Regions from separate parts of the Sus scrofa genome. Here region 2 is linked to region 1. The links are chromatin contacts, called in public Hi-C maps. All regions are on one chromosome and are shown on one strand. The core of a region is the stretch at or near the end of the contact, and the rest is flanking DNA. Distances in the headings are between cores, read along the strand shown. Region 1 overlaps XRCC4 (DNA repair protein XRCC4). Region 2 overlaps XRCC4 (DNA repair protein XRCC4).

What was found. Hi-C and Micro-C count contacts between places; a contact is called where the count stands out from the background.
Region 2: a Hi-C map of retroperitoneal adipose tissue shows a contact between it and region 1, with 1.6 times the contacts expected there. The contact joins two enhancer-like sites. A contact is called at or near these places in 5 of 47 Hi-C or Micro-C datasets (embryonic fibroblasts, psoas muscle, retroperitoneal adipose tissue and 2 more).

The regions. Positions count from the first base shown.
Region 1 is chr2:91,542,074-91,546,796 of Sscrofa11.1, reverse strand. The region is part of intron 7 of XRCC4 (DNA repair protein XRCC4); the gene reads right to left. Among named protein-coding and RNA genes, the nearest start is that of VCAN, 160 kb to the left of the region's middle. Within about 2 kb of position 2,161, at least 5 of the 83 cell types and tissues checked have an H3K27ac peak or open chromatin away from gene starts, as enhancers often do. A contact at or near this core is called in retroperitoneal adipose tissue, where this site is marked.
Region 2 is chr2:91,634,916-91,639,638 of Sscrofa11.1, reverse strand. The region is part of intron 7 of XRCC4 (DNA repair protein XRCC4); the gene reads right to left. Among named protein-coding and RNA genes, the nearest start is that of VCAN, 63 kb to the left of the region's middle. Within about 2 kb of position 2,903, at least 13 of the 83 cell types and tissues checked have an H3K27ac peak or open chromatin away from gene starts, as enhancers often do. A contact at or near this core is called in retroperitoneal adipose tissue, where this site is marked.

The DNA of each region.
Region 1 (4,723 bases), core at 912-3,411:
ATTTTGCACTAAAAATTTTTCTCTTTCTTTCTCATATTGTCCCTAAAACTTTATGAATGGGCAGAATACCAAGTCTACTGATAAATCTAATACATATGCCTTTCTTTTCCAAATTCCTACTCACGAACATATTAACTAGAACTGTGCCTACATACATTCACACAATACATACATATATACATACATACATTACGTACATATACACATGGGTGAATATATGTATAAATGAATGTGTATAAATGTAAGTATATGTGTACACATACACACACACACACACACACACGTATCTCCTGTTGCTTCTGTTCCTCTGGAGAAACTTAACTGACACGGAACTCTCTATTTGTTTATTTCTGGCTGAGGTTTCATCAGTGTTGACACTGATGCAACACTTAGGTCTTTCGGGTTTAAGACCAAGAAGGTGGTTCATGTTACTGGAATAATGATGTTCAATACTTTTTTTTATTTTCATCTAAATGAAATAGCAATGGGAAAATACATTTTCACATGATAAAAAACCCAAAACAATGAATTCTGTTCTTAATTCCATTTTCACTATCAATTAAGAAACTTTTAAGGAAGGCTTTTTATAAAGGTTTAATAATATATACTACATACACATCGATATGCATTTGCAAGCTGACTAAAAATAAAAAACAAACTTTTACCAATACCTTACAATGTTTTATGATTTACATCAACAAATTTTTACATTATGTCAAGTATGTTAAGTCACTATGCTACAGAGCTATAAATTTTATTTATTTTTAAATTGTTTTTTATTTATTTATTCTTGGCCATGCCCATGGCATGTGGACGTTCCCAGGCCAGGGACTAAACCTACACTACAGCAACCCAAGCCACAACAGTGATAACACCAGATCCTTAACCCACTCAGCCACCAGGTAACTCCCATAGCTACTAATTTTAAAAGGTTATTCTCAAATAAAATTTACATAACAATAAAGAGAAACATAAATTACCATAAGATCTATGCTATGGTTTACATGGATTATCTCATTCAACATCAAAACAGCAGGAAACAAAAACTTAGCTATGAACTCTTATTATGTCCTTTAACAGAGGAGAAAAGTGAAGTTTAGTGATATGAAGCCATGTGTCTGAGATCAAAAAAGCTGGTAGGCAGTAGAGCTCATGATTCTAAAGTCTCTGTTCTTAACTAATATTTCATCAACAAATGATACTGGATGAGTAGAACTCATTCCACGTTTCTAAATCAGTGACTGTGTTGAGATTTTTGTAGTTATTGAAGAAAAGAGGCCATTGGCACAAAATTTTTCTGAACTATTTCTAGGATAAAAATGTGTCTAGCAGATAATTAGACTAGTATAAACATCTGAAAATAGCATTTAATGCAGTCTCTGAAGGAGAAAAATGCCAGGAAAAATAATAGCAACTATCTTTCAATAATTTAACTCAACTGTTTAATTTATAGAAAACATCAAAATTAACAAGAAACTGCTGCTTGGCAAAACTGATTTTGATAGCAATATGAGTTCATTGGGACCTCACTGTCACCACAACAGACTGAGATTTGCTACTTGGCTGGCTTGTTTCGGAGTATACTATTTAGACATGGGTCTAGATTCTTACTTTGCCATATCCTTGGGAAAGCTCCCTGTTATCTTTCTTAATGAGTTGAAGGAAGATAATAAGACCTACCTTGTAAGACTGTTGCAAAGACTAGAGAATATCTGTGCATGCAGGGTTAAAACATAATAGATTCTAAATAAATGATGGCTGATGTCATTATTATTGCTATCATTATTACTGTTATCACAATGGCAGGACGTTGCCTATATTATATAGAGATCTCAGAGAATCACTTCAGAGAGCCACTAATTGAGGGTGAGGACCATAGTTGGCTGCTTTGGGCATAGAAAAAAGGGGAGAAGCTGTCAGACAGAAAAACAAAATGTGTAGTCAGAAAGGTCAGAGAAGAACTGTAACAGGGAGCTTCTTGTAGTGCTTTTAGACATGAAGTTGATTAGTGGAGAAAGGACACTAAAATTCACATAGACAGACCAATTCAGAGTCCACTGGTCCCAAGAGTCACATTTAGATTTCAGTCAGAGATGTGTTGTGCCAAGTTATTCCATCTCTTAGAACCTCGCCCAGCTATGGATATTATCTTACTAACCAAGAATTAAGGGCTGGATCCTCTGGCTTTTCTAAAGCAAAACATGCCAACGGGATATTTTACACTAATCCCATTTCTGATTCAAACAAACTTCGAAAAAAGTAACAGCAAGCTCCTGTGAAAAGTCGTGTTTTTAGTTTTTGTAAATTAGATGCTACATTCCAGGAGGGTGGGGTGAAAGCGGAGGTAATCACAGTCCACGCCTCCACCCCTCTGAACAAAGCCCAAAGGAATTACCAACAGGACCAGAAAAAAGTACACGATGCAGAATTACAAGAACATACTCATGGTTTTCAAATAAATTTATTACTTTTAATTTACCAGGCCTATTGTGATGAAACAAACATCCCCTCCACTTTGAGTGATATTAATTTGTTGCACAATATAGCACCACAGCCGGTTTCTCTTTGAATGTGGAGTATTTCTCAAAACTATGAACAAATTAGAATAATTCTGAAAAGATACTTTCATTTCCTCTGTTTCTGTTAACCAGTAGGTCAAAATAAGCTACAAAAAATATTAAATGGAGATCCCAAAGACAGTGTATTCACAAAAACACAGCAACCCCCCCATTTACCATGCTGTGCTTCTTCTTTCTGGTATATATTTTATTTTTAATTCTATGAGTCATACATGAATGCATTTAGACTGTACTTTAGATAAGGCTAAAATCTCCTTTGAGATACTCACGGCCACGCCAGTTCCAATCTATACCTGCATGAGAGGTAGCCTCTATTAATAGGGTCTATGTAACCCTTCAAAGCCTTTATGTACCAATAGAAAATACTTGCTATTTTCTGTTCTGCTTTTTACCAATTGCCATTACAACGTGTGTACAATCTTGCAATGTGATTCTAAGTTGAGAGAAATTTTAGGGTACATATATTCATTTCCAAAGGCTAAATTAGTAGAAATAATGGTAGACACAAAGCAGGTTCTATGAACCAGTGCATAGCCATGAAATTTTGGGCGTGTTCACAAATCTTACCATCCTTATCTTTTAATAAATCTCTAACTCCCTCTTGCATAGGTTTGTGTAAAAACTAAATGAGGTAATATGTGAGGATGTTTTAAAAGCTATACAGTTCTGTATATAAATAAAATTTTACATCTTTTTTTTTTTTTTGATATTTTTACAGCTGCACCTATGGCATATGGAAGTTCCCAGGCTATGGGTAGAAGTGGAGCTTTAGCTGCAGGTCTATGCAACAGCCACAGCAAGACCAGGTCAGAGCCTCATCCATGACCTCTGCCATAATTTGAGGCAAAACCAGATCCTTAACCTACTGAGCGAGGCCAGGGATTGAACACAAATCTTCGTGATTACTGGTCAGGTTTTTAACCTGCTGAGCCACAATAGGAACTCTTAAGATACTATTTCTTAAATATTACCTGGACAATAAAATCCTAGGTAGTGCTACTATTCTAAAAGTAAATACTACAGTTATTTGAAATATTAACCCAGTGTCAAAAGAATATCTCAGTATTGAAATTTTTGGTTAGTGGCATAGTCTTTCCTAGCAATGAATGTTTCATTGGAAGTATTACATCAAAGGTTTCATCATGAGAAAATATATTTGCATGTAAGCTCAAGTTATTAAATTGAATTTTTACAAATGATTCCATTTTTACATCTGTGAGCTTCTGTGCTTAATTCCCAGAGTAAATGAACAGCAGCAGTAATGTGTTTAAACAATCAGAACGACTAAATCAGAAAAGAAATTGCCAAACTATGGCATTTAAAAATATTTTAAAATTTATCCAAATCTACTACATGTGGTGCTCAAAAGAATTATTTTAGTAAAAACAACTGCATAAATTATATCAGTTTAAGCTACAATTCTTTTAAGCAAAATGTTCTTTGTAAGATACAAGTCTGAAAGGTCTGCATTTTAAGTAAAATCAGACATTAAGATTCTTGGAGGAAATAATTAATAACGAATGCTCTACAAAGCCCTACTTATTTCTAGTTTTTTTTTTTTTTTAAATAACAAACAATATCACCTTCACCTAAACCAAAAACCACAATGCATTCTTTTTGTTTGCTTTTCATCATGAATTATTCACTTTTTGGGGGGATGCGAGCTGGGGGTTGGGAGAGGATTTGGGGGGAGAGACTGATGTTTCCGAACCTTCTCATTTTCTTTTATTTGACACATTACCTCACACTATTTCTTCAGTGTCTCCAAGTTCAAATGGCTACCTAATTTTCATTTCTCAACGTTAAAACGAAAAAGAACCATGGGAAAATATTGACATATGCACATATATGTGAAAAATACTACACAAAGTCATGACATTTTGAGGGGTGTTAGTGTGATCACAGCAAGATAACTCAGAGATGAGTTAAGATCCTGACAACTAAGTCAGAGTGCTTCCCAAGTACATTCATGTCTGAGAAGGAAGGTGGGGCAGATGGAACATGTATCTAATGTCTACCTTTTAGATGCCAAAAGTGAAGGCAAACAGTAAGAATCATGTGAGACCCATTTAGTCCAACTCCAAATTATAAATCTGAGTGAGCATACACATTTAATGAATTAGCGGAATAAAGTAGATTATAAA
Region 2 (4,723 bases), core at 1,654-4,153, 92 kb before region 1:
ATGTGAAAGGATCGCCTTCCTTTCCAAGGCTGAATATATCCCATTGTATGCATACATCACACGCTACAATTATACGTTCATCCACTGATGGACGCTTGGGTTGCTTCTGCCTCTCAGCTATTAGGAATAGTGCTGCTATGCACATGGTTGTGTGCTATTTATATTATTTATAAATCTTAAAATAATGTACATTATAATGAACTTCTATGAACATAAATATTTGTAAAATTGATGAATTCTTTTCTTTAGAAAATTCCTAGAACTAGAACTAGAATTGCTGAGTCAAAGGGTACATGCCATGATGGGAAATCCTGATGACAATTTTTTAGCACAACTTTTCCCCTGGAATTTCTATTACTTCCTCTGCCCTCTCCTTTCATTATGTGTCCTTTAGTTTTTCCATACTTTAAGCCATATTCACTATTTTACAAGCCACAGATTGTCCTGGAGGCTTATTCCTGGGGCTGATGGTCCCACACCCCTAGGCTGCTGGCAACCTGGGACATCCTTTTACTCCTTTCCTGGGTCAGATCTATTGTTCCGCACTTCCTAAGTGGCTTATGTGCTCTGCTGAAACACTGTCAAGTAGCTTTATAGGAAGATGACAAATAGGTAGAAATGTAGATAGGGCTTGTATCTTTGTAATTACAGTTATAGAGAATTCTAGGTGGGATATCATCTTACTTCAGAACTCTAAAGGTATCTGCATCTCATTTATTCTGCAACTCATGACTTTTTCTCCTAGAAGCTTTTAGGTTCTTTATGAAAATTACATTGATCTGAAATTTCACCACAGTGTGGCTAGGTGGAGGTGTCTTTTGATTTGTTATGTTAAAAATTCAGTGGGTCATTTCAAACCAAAGATTCTTATCCTTCTTTTACTCCAGTATATAATCTTTTTATCATTTGCTTGAATAATTTCAACACTTCTTTGCCTCTTTCTATCTTCCTAAGGCTTTTATTAGTTGACTATATGTCCTCTCATTATGTTCCTAATAGTTTCCCTCTTTTACTTGTTCTTAATATTTTGGAAAATTTCTTTGATCTTTATTTTTCTAGTATCATTACTACATTTTTAATTTTGGCAATTATATTTGAAATCTCTAATAACTCTTCTCATTCCCTCATTGTTCTGTATCTTGTTTTGTAGACCTAATACTTCCTTAAATCTTTTTGAGAACATAAGGATGACTTTAAAAGTTCTCTTTATATCACTTCAGATCATTCTAAGGATGCTTTTTCTGCCCTTTTTTTTTTTTTTTTTTAGAATTTGCTATTTCTATTTTTTTTTTTTAATACTGCCAGTTCTCCTCATATTCCAGTGGTTTCTCTGTGTTAGTAAAAAAGGAGGCCTGGGTAGATGGAGTAGACGTTTCTGCTTTAGTGTAAATAAGACTTTTCCCAGTAGGTCTCTTCTTTTTCAGAATTTCCTCCTAGAATGGGCCAGGTAGTGGTGACTGGTGAACTCTGATTGAGGATCAATGGAGTGGGAACTGGCTGTCAGGCTGAGCCCCTGCAAAATCCCCCCATGATAATGGCTTCCCTTCAAGGCACCAACAAATTTAGAAATGTTATCTTTTCCCAGTTTGTTCAATTTCTTTAGAGAGAAGTCATCATGTTTTGCCGGGGGGTAAAATGCTGGCTGCCTGCTCACTGTGTACATGTTGGAAATGGGGTGCTGACTGGGAGAATTCAGAACATATTCAGACCTTTAAGTAATCTCTCTCGTTTTAGCTCCATCTTTCACTCTCCCCCTCTGTTATGTCTGCTAACTCTGTACCCAGGCGTCTGTGGGGTTCCACAGGGCAGATTAGCTTTCTACCTCTAGAGAGCTGTCAGAATCTATTCCAAGCTGATGCTTTCTCTGCCCTTTTCTTCTAATGGCTCCCATCTACATTTTGTAGTCCAGGAAGTTATTAAATATCTCACCCTTTAGTAACACACCCACACACCCACATTCTCTCCTGTCTATTGTGCCAGGCAGCTGCATTTTTGCTTTGCTTTTAGCCATTACTCACAATCTCTCTGTTCTGCTCTCCATCCCAGGGAAATGACTGCTGCAAATGACATGGCCATGCCAAATGGTTTCTATCTGGGTTCAGCCAGTGGGAAACACTGTGGGATACCGGAGAGAAGTAAGAAGGGAGAAGGCAGGATATTTCTCCTTTTCTTTCTGCCTTGGGCAGCCTCCCTAGAAGTGGCTGCATTTCTTCCATCTTGTCCAACATCTTCTGACTCCAAGCAGCCCCTTCTTCCATGTCCAGCTTCTGCCATGTGGTCCTGGACTCCAGCGGCAGTATGTTTTCTTTGATCCTTCTAGTCCTCATGGTGATAGTAGCACCTGATATTGCTAACTGATAATTTTTTTAGATTTCCTACACATTCATAAATGGTTCTCCATATTGAGTTCTCTTGATTGAATTATTTGGCTTGATTTTCCTGACTAAATCTGAGAGATACAGATATATTGGGGATATTCTATTCGATATTCCCATACTTTAAAGTCAGTGAGGTTTTTGAAAAAAAAAAAAAAATGGGAGGCCAACACATGTGTTCAGTCTGCCATCTTGAGTTGGAAAATATATGCATTTTGAGCTTTTGGGTACACATCGCTAATTTGCCTCCTAAAGTATCTGTACCAAGTTACACTTGCCTTAATAGTGTCATGGTACCTGTATCCTGTCACCCTCAAAACACAGGGGATTGATACTTCTTTTTAATTATTGCATCCAATCTTTGTATGGGGATCCAATAAAAATGTCAGGTTTTCTTGGCTTAGGAGAACTCATATTTGCACTGTGCTAACAGCTGGAAATGATCTCCAAGGAGATGGAGCCAACACAACTTGCCTAAGATTTCATTCAAGATGGCTGGCCAAGTTACCAAGGAGCCCAGAATCGCAACAGGACGAGAAGGACACAGAAAGCAGCTTCTCCAGTGTCTGCTTCTGATATACAACAGGGAGGAAGGATTCTGGCTCTCTGGAGAAGTAAAAATCCCCTTGATAAATAAAATCATTGCTGAGATCCAAATTATTAATGCATGACTCAGAGAAGAGAGTGTTTCGCAAAAGACCGAGTCAAAATCAACTCCTAATGTCCTGCTTCCTAGCTTAGACATTCAGTGGGGAAAGTTGCCACTTTTCTCCACAGGGATCTCACATAGATTCTCAACTAGAGGACTAAAAGCAGGGTAAAAGTACTAGAAGGCAGGAACTTCCAAATTCATCTTATGGTGTAGTGTCGTAACTGCCGTTCTCATGAAACTATGCGGAAATTTCAACCTGCAGTCGTGAGTAGCCTCATCTGGCTGTGACTCGTGGGACCTTTGCCCAATATTCACTTTCCCCGAGATCATGCTCTCAATATTCATCATCTGATCGATTACTAGCAGTCATCCCACTTATCCAAGACCTCCTCCTCTGAATCTTTCATGTGCCTTCCATCTGCCCTGAGATAGGCTTTATCACCAACTAATTGGCTGTTCTATAAAGCACATAACTTACACTGTTTGGCCTCATTTGTCTTATTTAGCAAATGAAGCTAAATGATCCTGGAACTTCCATCCAGATATGAGCAAGAACCATGATGGCTGGGAAAGGTGAAATGCCAAGATATCTTTTAGAGAGCCACTGAGCTAGGGCTTTATGGTCATAAACGGCCTCAAATTTGGCCATTTTATCTACATTCTAAAAAGGTGATTCTATTTTTTATGTGTTTATTTTATTTTATATTATTTTATTTTATTTTGTCTTTTTGCCTTTTCCAGGGCCGCTCCCACGGCATATGGAGATTCCCAGGCTAGGGGTCCAATTGGAGCTGTAGCCACTGGCCTGTACCAGAGCCACAGCAATGCGTCTGCAACCTACACCACAGCTCATGGCAACACCGGATCCTTAACCCACTGAGCAACGCCAGGGATCGAACCAGAAACCTCATGGTTCCTAGTTGGAATCGTTAACCACTGCGTCTTGATGGGAACTCTTATTTTTTATGTGTTTAAAGCATGATTTTAAATACTAAAGATGTGATTTTTTTTTTCTATCCTGTTCTGCACTTTTCCTTTTTTAAAAATAATACATCAAGAGGCTCAGAAAATGGAAGTATCTCAGATCTCTCTTGACGTTTCAGAGGCCCAGGCCCTATTATTCAGTGAGTTCTGCTCACGTCTTTCTCACTCTCTCTATGGTCTATGAACGGGTTAGTGAGGGATGGAGAAGAGATTTGGTTTTAGGAAGTGACGAATTGGCGTTCTGACTAAACCCAAATGTTTTGGTGACTGCTGGGGTGGAACCCAATAATTCTGCCAAGTTGGGATTAGCCCCAGTGCTACCTCCCCTTGGTGGAGACGCAGCCCCAAATCACGGTTAATGAGAAATAAAGGGACTCTAGTGTGCCAGTGCACTGCAATTAGAATAATCACCAGAAGTTGTTTTCAAAGCTTCAAAGAAAGAAAAATGAAAACCTCATCAAACACATTAACACACCATGTGTAATCTGCCTAATGGATATCTTTGTTGAAAACTACTTCTAATGAGACAGATGAAAAGTCAAAGTGGTCAACAGATTGGGCCAAATCAGGCACATAAAAAAATGTCTCTGAGGCCTCTTTTATTTGATTTCACCACAAACTTCCACACACATGTGGTTTCCTACCAGTCTTGTCCTCATAATTTGTTCCTTTGAACCCTCGGCATCAAGGTGAGGGTTACAAAGTAATTTAC